Linked DNA regions of Mus musculus: region 2 is linked to region 1. A link is a contact called in public promoter capture Hi-C data. All regions are on one chromosome and are shown on one strand. Each heading gives the region's core, a stretch centred on a gene start, on an enhancer-like site or on the middle of the called end of the contact. The rest is flanking DNA. Distances are from core to core; before and after follow the strand shown.

Evidence for each region. Capture Hi-C pulls out chosen DNA fragments and counts their contacts.
Region 2: a promoter capture Hi-C map of pancreatic islet shows a contact between it and region 1. The contact joins the promoter of AU015836 here to the promoter of Pdk3 in region 1. A contact is called at or near these places in 5 of 39 promoter capture datasets (hippocampal neurons, liver, pre-B cells and 1 more), 1 of 484 Hi-C or Micro-C datasets (embryonic stem cells) and 2 of 9 other capture datasets (adipose tissue and pancreatic islet).

What each region holds. Positions count from the first base shown.
Region 1 is chrX:93,826,909-93,833,693 of GRCm38.p6, forward strand. It overlaps Pdk3 (pyruvate dehydrogenase kinase, isoenzyme 3), which reads right to left and starts at 5,242. Exons shown (of 12, transcript NM_145630.3): 1 at 4,939-5,242. The coding sequence starts at 5,044. Gm46689 (a long non-coding RNA gene) reads right to left here and starts at 400. Exons shown (of 3, transcript XR_001782843.2): 1 at 162-400.
Region 2 is chrX:93,962,838-93,970,182 of GRCm38.p6, forward strand. It overlaps AU015836 (expressed sequence AU015836), which reads left to right and starts at 5,819. Exons shown (of 3, transcript NR_028320.1): 1 at 5,819-7,093.

The DNA.
Region 1 (6,785 bases), core at 3,992-6,491:
AAAACCAGCTTTACATTTGAAGAAATATTTAAATCAAAGTAATTCAGAAAAACTGAAAATAAGAAAGCCAATGAGAAGATAGAATACAGATCTCAGCATCAAATAAGGCTGAATCCAGACCAAAAAGCATTAAACTAGTAATGGTAAAGGCGACAACTCACCATGAGGACATGACAGCTAATATGTATCAAGGGTCACATGACAAAAACTGGAGACATATGGGAAAACAGAATTATATTGAAATACTTTAATATCTCTCATGTTTGATCCACACCCAATTAAGTGTTTTTATACCTTAGCAAGGTATAAACAATCACATACATCAATTTTTGTCTTTGAAGATAAAGGACATTTTTGTGGCCGGGCAGTGGTGGCGCACACCTTTAGTCACAGCACTCAGGAGGCAGAGGCAGATGGATTTCTGAGTTTGAGGCTAGCCTGGTCTACAGAATGAGTTCCAGGACAGCCAGGGCTACACAGAGAAACCCTGTCTCAAAAAAACAAAACAAAAACAAATGAACATTTTGTGCTCATGCAACAAAACTAAAGATACTTAATAGACATAATAAACCTGCAATGGAAGTTTCAGCACTCTCAAGCTAACCTTAATTCATAAGAGAATAAACATCTTCCAGGATATAGAAGAGATGGGGGTAAGGGTCAAATGATCAGAGGCACAGCTAATAGCCTTAAAACTGAAAGGGGTGGGAGATATGGCTCAGCAGTTAAGTGCACTCATTACACTTCCAGAGGACCTGGGTTCAATTCTCAGCACCTACATGGTAGCTCACAACAGTCTGTAACTGGGAGAGCTGACTTCCTCTTCTGGCCTCTACATACACCAGGCAAGCAAGTGGTCAACAGAAATACACGTAGAAAAACCGCCTATATACATAAAATAAAATTAAAATTAAAATAGAAAAAAAACATGAAGTAAAAGGGAGTGGCAAAAAAGAAATCGGTATCCAACTTAAAAAAAAAAGAAAAAACAAAATTAATCTAAGGATATCAGAGAGACTCAGAAAGGTCAAGGTAAACATGAACCACACATAAAAGCCATCATACTAAGAAATAAATATAAGCAAATAAACCACCTACTAACTGAATCAAGAAGACAGTGGTGCCTCATGCCTGTAAGTCCAGAACTCCAAAAAGTTGAGAGAAAGGGATCAACAAGAGTTTGAAGTCAATTTGGGCTACACAGTGAGTTCCAGAAGAACGAACCCCTATCTAAAATAAAGGTGGAGAGAGGGATGGAGAAAAAAGACAAAAAAAAGACTGTTAAGACAATACTATTAAAGCTGCATGCAGTGGTATATACCTCTACTTGTAGCATTCAGAAGACTAGATGAAGACTGGGAGTTAGAGGCTCACTTAGGCTACATAGCAAGACTGTTTCAAAAAAAATACATAAATACAACTGGATATGTTGTATGTCTTTAATCCTAGCACTGAGGAGGCAGAGGCAGGCAGAACTCTGAGTTGGAGGCCAGCCTAGTGTACAGAGGGTTTTCCAGACCCTGTTTTAGTAAATAAGTAAGGCCCTACAATGCTCCAATCCAATGGTCAGACAAGGTCATAAAACTAAACCTAAAGCCATGAATCTAGGAAGGGTCGGGGTGTGTGTGTGTGTGGTGTGTGTGTGTGTGTGTGTGTGTGTTGATAGGGATGGGAAATGGGTAAGAGAGGAGTGCAGGAGAAAGTAGTGAGAATGGATTATATACGTAAGAAACCTGCCAAAAGACAAGCAAATTTTTTTAAAGCACAAAATAAAAAGTGAGCACCTAAATGGAACAAGAGATGGGAGAGAGGGGAATCTATTCAAACTTGCCAAAAAAAAAATCAATGAAAATGAGTATTTTGTAGAAAAAAATATATCCAAATGGACTCCAAATGACTCAGAAAATCTACACAGACCAATACCATAGAATATAGAAACTTGTGGAAGGTTTCATAGGAGTGTTAGACCAAATCTTTAAAGAGCAGTTAATGCAAAAGAATAAATCAGTATTAATGGAGAAAAAAATTATCTTTCTGAAACAAGCCTAACTTTTGAAAAAAAGAAAGCCAAATAAAACCTAACAGCCTGCATATGCAAACATCTACAAATAACGCAAGGGTCTCAGTATAACGACCCAAGAGTTTATCAAACTATCTCTTCTACTGCTATACAATTTTCCAAAATAAAAAGCCAAGATAAAGTTTACTTGAGGAAAAAAAAACCTTTCTATGTAAACATGACTTCACCCATTAAAATGGGATAACCAGATAACCATGTAGCAAGAGTACAGAAAAGCAGGCACTCTATCTCAGAAACTCCCCATAGGTGGGTGAATAGATTCCTCTGATGGAAAGGAATTTGTTAACAATTATCAAAATTACAAATGCGTATCTTCCTTGATGTAAAAGGTCACCATCAGCCAGGCGGTGGTAGCGCATGCCTTTAATCCCAGCACTTGGGAGGCAGAGGCAGGCGGATTTCTGAGTTGGAGGCCAGCCTGTTCTACAAAGTGAGTTCCAGGACAGCCAGGGCTATACAGAGAAACCCTGTTTGGAAAAACAAAAAACAAACAAACAAACAAACAAGAAACAAAAAAAGGGTCACCGTCAGGAATTCCTATCTATACCCAGACATATGTGAAATTACAATGTACACAATACTTCACTGCAGTACTGTGCAAAGTCTTCAAATATCCCACTAGCTGTCACTTGTGAGGTATCTAATTACACTACACCCATATGAACCCTCAGCCGTCAGAAAAAGGGAAAGGAAGTTTACAAGTACATACACAGTAAGTTCTTTCATATTAAGCTTAAAAAGCAAGATAGAAATAAAACTATATGGTGCAACTTATGCAAAAAGAGTAGCCAACAGAAGTAGGACATAGACATTTTCTGCATAGGTCCTTTTACATCTTTTGAATTTGGAATCATGTAACTGTAATCTTGAGCCAAAAGAGAAAATATAAATTTTTATGTTGTTGCTGTTTTTTTTTTTTAATCTTGCCCTTGGGAATGGTGCTACAATACTATCTTTGTAAATTGATATTCCATTTAGAATACTTGGTATTCTTGCAGACCTCATTTCCAGTAAAGATGATTCAAGAAATTATTCTTTTTAAAGGGCTTAAACAAGTATTCCATACAGAACAAAGGGAGGCAGCAGACTAACCAGAAGTACACCTACTTAATGGCTTCTAGCCCTGATGATGCTTTGGAAGGACTCGGGGTGCCCGCGACTCCATGCCCCAAGCCCCAAGCCCTGACCTCAACGCTTTAAAAGAGTAAACATTTGTTTCTAGATACTCACCACATAAGATTACCCACCATAACAATATCCTTACAGCAGTTTCCCTATTCAAATAACATCCTTGCCTATAAACATGGGAGATACTGCCATAGAAATAAAGTAACTGAAATTTCAGGTTTACTATTCAAACTTTCACAAACTTTGCAGGTGGGAGTGAGCCATTTCGTTTGTTCTTTCAATTAAGAGTGAATCTGTCTGTTTACCCTAACAAAAGGTTCCTGTGTTCACAATCATCTCTAACCCTAAGTTAGGAAAACATGCCTATTGATAGCAATAGCAACGTTTTCATTCTAAGCTGTGAAGTCAGGACCTGTCTCATCTCTGGGACCCACATGCCAGGAGGAGAGAACCAACTCCCCCAAGTTCCCCTCTGATCCTACAGATACACCATGATACGTGTGGCCACACAAACAAGTTCGTGCATAGATAAAATGTTTAAGAATAAATACATAAATTCTACACATAGCCAGAGGGAGTAGAGTCCAACTACTGAAAAGCTTTTGAAAATGAAACTTAAGATGCAAAGGCCAACTTCACCCTCACCTTAGATTTTCATCATCTATCTTTGGTAACTTAGCTTCTAAAACTTAATTTGGCATCAGCTTCAACCTCTAACCTGTACCTCTTTCCATCCCCTGTGTTGCTCCCCCAAATATAGACAACACCATATTTTGCATATCTGGTCCTCCCAGAAGGTTGTACCTATTTTGCATTTTTATATCCAACTGATACCATCCCATGACATTTAAATCATATGAATTCAACAGATCTAGGCTTTGAGAGCCTAAGTCATCTTGAGTTTCCTTGGGGGGATGCTGAGTTCCATATTTGTTTTATTTCAGGTGTTTCATAACCGCATTCGGCCTGCTGGAGTTAGAATGACATTCTCTGGGGGAAACATAATTGATCAGTTCATGGAAGGTGGCAGAACCTATTCCCATCTAAGTAGGCCTCAGACTTTATTGGGGGTCCTCTCCATTCCCATCCCAATCCATGTAAAATGAAGTACTAGCCCAGCTGCCAAAAGGGTGTAAGGAAAGGTGCTCACACTTAGGCTGGAGTTGTCCTAGAACCCCTGCTTTGTAGCCAGGAGCCCACAGGTCAGCTCTTACCCAAGACTCTGACTGCTTTGAAGTCAGAATCATAATGATGGCGTTCAGGTCCTGCCACTCAAGGCTACCCAACACCTTTCAGCAGAAAATTTTGAACAAAACGCCACTACGTGATTTACTCAACCTCAAGGTGTTTCTAAACACATCTTACACAACCATTAAAAACGCCTAAAAATAAAAACGTTTACGAGTTCTCTTTCTGAAGTTTTCAGGAGAGTGCGGTTTGAGTCAAGTAGATTTGAAGCTCGTAATGAATAGCTGGAGAGTTCTGAGTGGAATGAGGGTCCTTGGACGAAGCTGGGCGTGAGGGTGTCAGGCCCTGCCCCTCCACTTCCCGAAACCCGAAACCTATGCCCCAGGAGGGCCCTCAGGCATGCATCCCCATCACCCCTCCCGGAGCTTCTCACGGAATTTGCCCAGAAGCTTAAGTAAGAGCCCCAACTACGGGCAGGACAAGGATGGCGTCTCCCTCACTCCCGTGGGGCCTTGGAGGTGGCTCCAAGGAGTCAGACTTACCGAAGTCCAGGAACTGTTTGATAGACAGTGGCGACGGGGAGAAGCGGGAGTAGCGCTCGATCTGCTTGGGGACCGGCTGCTTGAGCAGCCGGTAGAAGAGCCGCATCCTCACTAGAGCAGTGTGCAGATCCGCCGAGCCGTCCGGGACCGGAGCCGAGGCGGTCACCGCCGCCTAGCCGCGAGGAGGAGGCGGCGCCGGCGGGGCTTTACCTCTACCTGGGGCTCGGCCTTGGCGCCAGCAGCTGCTCGCCTGCCGCGACACCTACACAAGTACCGGGCAGCAGTTGGGCGGCCGTGGCCGGCTGCCCGCGGCTTCCCAAGCCCCGCCTGAAAAAGGCGGGATCTGCCGCCGCACGTACGCGGCGCGCGTGGGATGTGAGGGGCGCTAAGGGGTACGCGGCTGCACGCGCGCGCTGCTGATTGGCTGCCGCCGCCGCCTAAGCTTCCTTAAAGCCCCGGTAACACGCACACAAACCTCCTGGGTCTCGGGCTGGTACCAGCCAGCTCCGTTCCTGCAGGTCCCGCCCCGGATCAAGTCTTGAGAAGTGCTCCGAGACTTGAAGGCCATTGGGAGCCCACGCCTGAGCTATTTTTAGGGGCTCTAGACCTCCCCAACCCGAGGCCCCTCTTCCGGAAGGCCCTCCTCAGATCTGCTGACTCCTCAGCTTTAAGTTGTTCCATGTGGTCCTACGCTTCCAACAATTAATTACAGAATTAAGTGGAAGCTACTGGTCCCACCCCCACCTCCCCCTACACACACAAACATTACACGCGACAGGATTCAGTATATTAGCAATTAACCTGTCCTCGGAAGCTCTACTCACTGACTGCCCACCTTCACTCCGGGTGAATACCTTTGGACAGGATTGTTACAAAACAGTATTGTTACGTCACTGGCTGTGGTTCCTGGTCCTAGACCCCTCTTTACCAACTGGGCCAATAACAGCATCCTTAGATCACTGTTTCATGCCTCTCTCACCACTAAGACCTTTGAAGGAATCCATTACAAACGAAGGTCATTAACACTTGGTTTCCATGAACCTAGATCCACTTGCCCCGAGACAGTTGTCGGGATTAGTAACAAATATTTAATTGCCCAAACATACACATCCATTGGAAAGGCTCAAATTAGAGCCACTGAGCCGGACGTGGTGGCACACACCTTTAATCCCAGCACTCACGAGGCAGAGGCAGGCAGATTTCTGAGTTCGAGGCCAGCCTGGTCTACAAAGTGAGTTCCAGGACAGCCAGGGCTACACAGAGAAACCCTGTCTCAAAAAAAAAAAAAAAAAAAAAACAAAAAAAAAACAACAACAAAAAAACCAAAAAACAAACAAACAAAAAAAAACAACGAAGGGAAAAAAATTAGAGCCACTGACCAGTGTCTTTCACAACCCCTCCCCATCACAAAACCCTGACTCAGTTTCACCACTACTACCACTTTGGTGCAGGAATCTATATATTACATTGTGCTAGATTGTCTTTCTATGACAGTGAGCTTAAATTCATGGCTCAGTATATGAAATCAGTATTTCCTAATGTGGATATAGGAACTACTGCTTGCTTTTAACTGTTACCACAAAACATTAATTTTTGTTAATGTGTAAAGCTCAACTAGAAAAAAAAAAGGTAAAAGTTCTTCTTGGTCTGATTATTAGTGGAAAGTTTCATGCCTTCATTTGGCTATGTAGCGCCTCTTTGCTTTATGAAACTGTTGGGCTTCTGCTCTTTGAATTGAAAGAAAAACAGCACGTGCCTTCAGAGACGTCCTGTGCTCTTCCCACATTTCCAGATTTTTAGGTACAACATAACATACCTGGGCTACTTTGCCTTTTCCATTCGAAGCA
Region 2 (7,345 bases), core at 4,569-7,068, 140 kb after region 1:
AGCTTTCAGGCTGTAAGGGCCATCCAGGGACTGCCCCACCTAGAGATCCATCCTGTCTGCAGATACCACACCCCTGACACTGTTGCTGTTTCCAAGAGGTGCTTGCTCTCAGGAACCTGGTGTGGCCTTTCCCTGGGAAGTCCTGCCAGCTCCTGACCAATGCAGATGTGGATGCTTGGAGCCAACCATCAGGCTGAGCTCAAGAAACCTGGTAGGAGAGCTGACTGAAGGAAGAGCAGAGGGGGATTGCAATCCCATAGGAAGAACAACATCTGCTGTCTGGACCACCCAGTGCTCCCAGAGTCTAGACCACCAGCCAAGAAGTTACCTGGAGGGATCCATGGCTCCAGATACATATGTTGCAGAAGATGGCCTTGCCTAACATCAGTGGGAGGGGAGACCCTTGGTCCTGTAGAGGTTTGATGCCCCAGTGTAGAGGGGGATGCTGGAGCAGTGGGGCGGGAGTGGGGGGGGGGGCAAGGGAGTACCCTCATAGAGGCAATGGGACGGGTGAGGGCAGATGCGGTATTGGGGGGGTTGTGGAGGGGTAACCAGGAAGTGGGATATCATTTGAGATGTAAACAAATGGGATGATTAATAAAAAAAATAATAAAAGTTTCTCCAATAAAATATTTAAGAAAGAGATGTGTCTATGGATATACCACTCTGAATGCATCTAATTTCATCTGTCCTTGAGGCTAAGCAGCATTGGCCTTGGTTAACAGTTGGATGGGAGGCAGAGGATTAATAGAACTACAGTGCCAAAATCATACTTGTTTTGATTGAATTTATTCCTTGCTTGACGATCCATAATATTTTTTTCACCATTCTTTCAGTATCAAATGTTGGGGTCTTCTTACATGTACCACAAACCTCAAGCTGGCCAAAGAATGTATATTTGTTATTTTAACAAAAGTTAGGCTCACTCGATATAGAAAATTAACTGCAACTGGTCACAGAGTGATAGCAGGCCCGTGTGTCCCCAATTTAGAACATATGGGCATACTGCAGTATGGAGTACTTAGGAATTCCTGGATTCACTTGGGCCTGTTCTTCCTTACTGAAATTAGGAACAAGTCCTCCTGCTGCTGAGTGCCTTATACTAGGACTGTCACTTCTGCCTGCATAGTAAGTCAGGTTTTTTCCAAACACTTAGAAAGGCTCTAGAATCTATTAGTTCAATCAATAAGACCACCAACCAGGTTTACTAGGGCAAGCCTACAATTTCAGCACTCTAAATGCAGAGGCAGGAGGATTGTGAATTCACAGTTAGCCTGAACTCCATAGTGAGACTATCCCATGTAAAAATAAAATTAAAACTAAAATAGGGAGTGGAGAGATGGCTTGGTGGTTAAGAGCACTTGCTACAGAAAGCCTTAGTGCAGGTGCCTGCAGAGACTAAAAGAAGGTATCATATTCCCTGAAGTCGGAGTTACAACCTACATGTACAAACCCACACAGAGACACACTCATACACATAATTTTGCAAATAAAATTAAAAATTAAAAACATATTTGAGAATTTCTCATTTAAGTGAAATATAGGAAATGGCTGGTAATTAAAGGATTTCCAAATGTCCATCGTTATTACAAAGAGCTATTTGTTAGGTTTCTCCCTGTTTCTGCAATTACCTGCCTTTGCAAGTGCTCTCATGCTATTTTCTATTCCGTGTAACAGTAGGTAATTAAAAGTTATATTGTTTTCCTATAGCTAGATTGAGCACCATCAGAATACGATCTAAACAGAACAAATTATTCTGTTTCTGAAATCAAGAAGCATTAAACGTTTTTATACTAACTTAGAATATTAATAATTTCTATCTAACAGCTGTAAAAAGTAAAAACAGCACAAAGAAACCTGCATTAACATTGATCCACATTCCTAGTCAAAACCTTGCAGACCATAGTCCTTGAGGCCTAAACATTTCAGCATGTTTCCTAAGACTGGAGATAGTCTCACACAATCACAGAAGTCAGTGACTGGATGCCAGACACTAGGGCCATTGTTCTGAGCTGGGTCTTTCTGTTTTTTAAAAAAATAAATAAAAAGGGCTTCTTTAACATTTTGTAACAAAATCTTGTCTCAGATGAAGTTATGTGGAAACAGGTTGATTCCCTCAAGGCTTGTTTTTCAGCTTTGTGAGGCTAGCTCAGCTAAGAACAGCCTTAAGGCACTATCGAGCGAAGCCCCTTCTGCATAGTCTATCAAACGCTTGGCTATTACACTGCTTGCCCATCCAGACTAAGGGGGAGATGAACTCTTCCCTGTGTGATCCCCAAGAACGGCCCCACCTGATCCCTTCAGAGACTGTTTCCCTGCCTTCTTGACCCACACACAGATGAGCACAGGGCTGCAGATGTTAACACTTTCTGCAGATCTCTATAGAGTTTCAATCTTGAGGCTGTTTGCCGTCTCCGGTCTCCTCCCTGCAAGTTCTAGCTACACTGATCTTTCCAAGGCCTTTTGTATTGTTTTTTTTAAGATTTATTTATTTATTATATGTAAGTACACTGTAGCTGTCTTCAGACACATCAGAAGAGGGAGTCAGATCTCATTAGGGATGGTTGTGAGCCACCATGTGGTTGCTGGGATTTGAACTCAGGACCTTCAGAAGAGCAGTCGGGTGCTCTTACCTGCTGAGCCATCTCACCAGCCCTGTATTGTTTTTTTTTTTTAAATCATCATACAAAGATCTTAATATCAAAACTGAAACTGCTGGAGGGGGAACATACAGAAAACACTTCAAGATACACCAATAGGCAAGAACTCTGTCAGAAGAACCCCAGTAGCACAGCAAATAACTTCAAGGGTTGATACAACACAGGGGCTTCGGAGCAGCAAAGGAAACTATCGCCACAGTGAACAGACAACTTCAAATGCCCCCCGAATCCTTGCCAGCTATCTCTCAGACAGGGAGCTAACATTTAAAACACCTGAAGAGTTAGTTAAGCACGGTGGCCCGGGGGCCTTTAATCCCAGCACTCAGGAGGCAGAAGCGGACTGATCCCTGTAAGTTGAGGGCAGTCTGATCTACAGCGCTGGCTCCAGGCCAGTCAGGGCAATAAATGTATGTATGAAAATCCCACTGTGAAACTCATTGCTTTTTATGCTATCTCAAAAATAATACTTTAAGAAGACATTATCTGTAATTTTTCTAAAAGGAAAGGAAGAAAGAAAGAAAGAAAGAAAGAAGGAAAGAAAGAAAGAAAGAAAGAAAGAAAGAAAGAAAGAAAGAAAGAAAGAAAGGAAGGAAGGAAGGAAGGAAGGAAGGAAGGAAGGAAGGAAGGAAGAAAAGGAAAGAAAAAACCCCACTAAAGCTGGGCTGGGTGGATGGCTCAGTGGGCAGTACACAAGGCTAAGGAGAGTTCAGATCATAAGCATCCACACAAGACATCAGGTGCGACCATGTGCACCTGGAACCCTAGGTGGATGCTAAAGGGTGGGAGTAAGACAGAAGGCTTTCTGGAGTTTGCAGGCCACCAGCTTAGCCAAAGAACCATGAGCTCCGGGTTTAGCAAAAGACCCTGTTTTAAAAGAATAAGACAGAGCACAACAGAGGAGGGCACAGATAGCCGGTTTTTGCAACAAGGGTTGTTACCCACTGAGCCATCTCACTAGCCTATTTGATATTGCTGTTTTAATACATGGTCTCACATACCCTAGGATACTCTTGAACTTTTGAGCTTGCTACATAACCAAGGCTGTCCTTGAACTCCTAACCCTAGTTCCTAAATTTTTATATTACAGGCATCTGCCTGGCCAAAAACAAAAGTTGTCTCTTCAGTCCTGGACACATCTGTCAAATGACTGGCTGCTTTAGTTTTGTTTATTGCACAGATACTAAATAATAGTGATCCTCTGTGTTTCTAACCTGGTGAGTTGCCTGGGTACTTCCAATTTCACTACTGTGGAAGAAAACCCAAGTTTTATGGCACAAAAGACTCCTAACTCCACCACAGCCACCCTGCTGTTTCAAGATGGAACACCTTTAGTGACCACCCACCCCTTTGGCTGTCAACCAACTCAAGATCCTACCTTGATAATTGTTCTTAAAGGGTAGGGAACACCCTCCGTAGCTAGGTAAGGTGAATTCCATCATCCCCCCCTCCGTGCAGCTGTGGAGGTGAGTCACAAGGACTTTAGCACAGCTGAATAGCAAGCAGATCTTAGGCCCGAGGGATTCCTTCCAAAGCTTTTTCAAGCCCACCTCTGAGCTGCCTTGGAGAGGAGCTTTTAAAAGCATGGCCCTGTGAGTCATGGGCTCAATCCGGGGGTTTGAGATAAGCGATTGTTTGAGCTGCGCTTCACCTGGGTCATCTGAGCATTCAGTGATTCCCCACCCCACCCCACCCCCCACTGGAAACTACCAGCCACTAAACAACAGAATGACCGAATGACTGAACATCATTGTGATGGGTGCCGGCAGTGGCCAACTCATTTTCTATTCTGGAAGCTATAACTGAATTCAACTTGCAAAATTAACAAATAAAAAGGTGTGTCCCTGACCAGGGAGCATTAAGGACCACCTGTTTAATTTTAAAACAATAACCAAACAAAATAAGAAATGCAGGGTTATAATTCAGGCCTGTTACCCAAGGAGCTGATAGGGTTAGCAGCCCCATAGAAGGAACAACAATATGAACTAACCAATAACCCCCAGAGCTCCCAGGGAATAAACCACCAACCAAAGAAAACACATGGTGGGACTCGTGGCTCTATCTGCATATGTAGCAGAGGATGGCCTAGTCTGTCATCAGTGGGAGGAGAGGCCCTTGGTCCTGTGAAGGGCTCTATGCCCCAATATAAGGGAATGCCAGGACCAGGAAGCAGAAGTGGGTGGATTGTTGAGCAGGGGGAGAGCAGAAGGGATAGGGGATTTTCGGAGGGGAAACCAGGAAAGGGGATAACATTTGAAATGTAAATAAATAAAGAAAATGTCTAATAAAAAGTAAATAAATAAATAAAAATAATTCAGGCCTGTGTTTTGATAAAGCAGGGTTGCCATCTTTTATTGTTGTCTGTCCCTCAGGAGAAAAATCATTAAAAGGAAATATTAATTTTCCTTTGTACTGACATTAAATAATTCATATTTCCCTTAATTTACAACATACCAACAATCACCTTATTTCAGAGTTAGAAAATTGTTCAGATTATATTTATGGAAGAGAATCTTAAAAATCACAGAGTCTAAGAACCTACGCCAGCCTACTCAATAATAATAATGTTCAGGTGAGAACTTGGGAATGTTAACTTTAGCAAGCCATCAGATGATCCCTATGTTCAGCCAAGTTTGCAATTAGCTGATGCAGAGGTAAGGAAGGAAAAGTGGGTGAGACTTTTCCTCAAAAAAGTGGAGCTTTGTAACCAAATGCCTGATCCAGGGTACTTAGGAAGTAAAGAGAGCTTTGTTTTGGCTCATGGTTCTGGAGATTCAAGTCTACGAATAGAAGGCAGTATCAGACACATTATCATCCAGGATGCAAAGGGCCTGAGAGATTTTAGACTCTTTATTCCCCTCACAGGTATACCCTCAATTACCTAAGGATGTCCACTAATTTCTACAAGGGATGCTTAAAGCCCCACAGGGACTGCCCAGCAAGTAGCACCACCCTGGGGACCTAGCTTTTCCATGTAGACCTTTGAGGGGTACTCATCCAAAGAACAGGAGGTTAGGTTTTCCTTTGAAAAATACTGAAGGCCAGCAGCAAGCAGGCCTGAAGGGGCGGATCTGTGCCGGCCTTAGAACCGCCCCTCCAGGCCTGAGGAGGGGCGAGGGAGGTCACAGCCTGAAGGTGTATCAGCTACCGCCACGCCTTCCAGCATTTCGAGCTCAGAGCTGCAAGCTGTTAGTTGGGAGCACCAGCACTGCGAAGCAGTACCCGGAGCTACCATGGCCTACAGCCCGCAGGAAGAGAAAGATAAAGTTGTATTCGTGACCAAAGAAGACCACGAAAGTCCCAGCAATGCCGAGCTGGTGGTTGACGAGCCCAATGATCCCCATGCAGAGTATGGACTGATACTGCCAAGTGGCAGCATTAACTGGAATTGCCCGTGCCTTGGAGGAATGGCCAGCGGCCCCTGTGGAGAACACTTCAAGTCTGCCTTTTCCTGCTTCCACCACAGCACCGAAGAAGTCAAGGGGTCCGATTGTGCAAGTGAGTACCAGGCCTTGAAGGAGTGCATGCAGAAATACCCAGACATCTATCCTCAAGAAGAGAATGAGAGCGAGAGCGAGGACGACAACTCGGACATCTACCAGGAGGCCCTGCAGGATGAGGAGGAGGAGGAGGAGGAAGAGGACGATGATGTCGATGACTACTACTACGAGGGGCTTGAGAATGCCGAGGTAGAGGAGGAGGAGGAGGAGGAGGAAGATGAAGATGACTATTACTACGAAGTAGAGGAGTATGAGGAGGAGGAGGAGGAGGAGGAGGAGGATTACTATCACGAGAACAACTATTACAACAATAACGACTACTATGACGATGAAGACTACTACCAGTACGAAGACAACTATTATAAGGACGAAGATGATGAAATCTACTACGAGGCTGACTACCAGGAGGAGGGAGAGGATGAAGAGGACGAAGAGGATGAGGATGCTTTCTATGAGGCTAACTATTTCGGTGAGGAGGATGAAGAGGAGCCAGCGGAGCCAGCTGAGCCAGCGGAGCCAGCCAAACCCAAGGAGGAAGCAGACGCCGCTGAGGCCTCCTCTGGAGGCAAATTGCAGTACTTCAGCGCCTGAAGGCCACAAGCCCCAGCTGCTGCCCATTTACTTAGCCACAGAACTTTCTGCACTATGAACGCCTGCCTTTCGATCGCTTGCTCTCTCTCTCAATGAAAGTATCCTTTCCTCTCTTGTTTTATGCACTGTAATATAGAAAATAACTTACTTTGATGATCGAGGTCTTGGCGGCTTGCCTGACCCTGAAGAAAAGAGGGGTGTGTGTGTGCACCTACATTATACAGAAACTTACCCTCAACACTAGGCCACTGCTGAACTGTCCTCTCTGAGTGCCCTGGATTCTGCCACTTTGAAATTATGTGAAGTTTCTCAACAGTCAAGAGCCGTTACTCAGAAAAGTCTCTCGTAAGTAAGCCGATTTATGCTGACCCATTGTATCCCTTTTAGTAGGTTTTATGTCTCTTTGGGAAATTAAGTAGAGGCCAAAACGTCTTCCTTAAGATTGCTAGAGTGAGGCCGTTCCTACTGGAAGAGGCCAGAGATCAGATAGTGGCACTGGAATATATGGGTGGGGGCTGCTGTGCTGTGTTTTGTTTGCGTGTTTGCAGTGCATCCACGCTCTTGGGTGTCTGCAGTTGGAAGGTAGAATTCCGATCA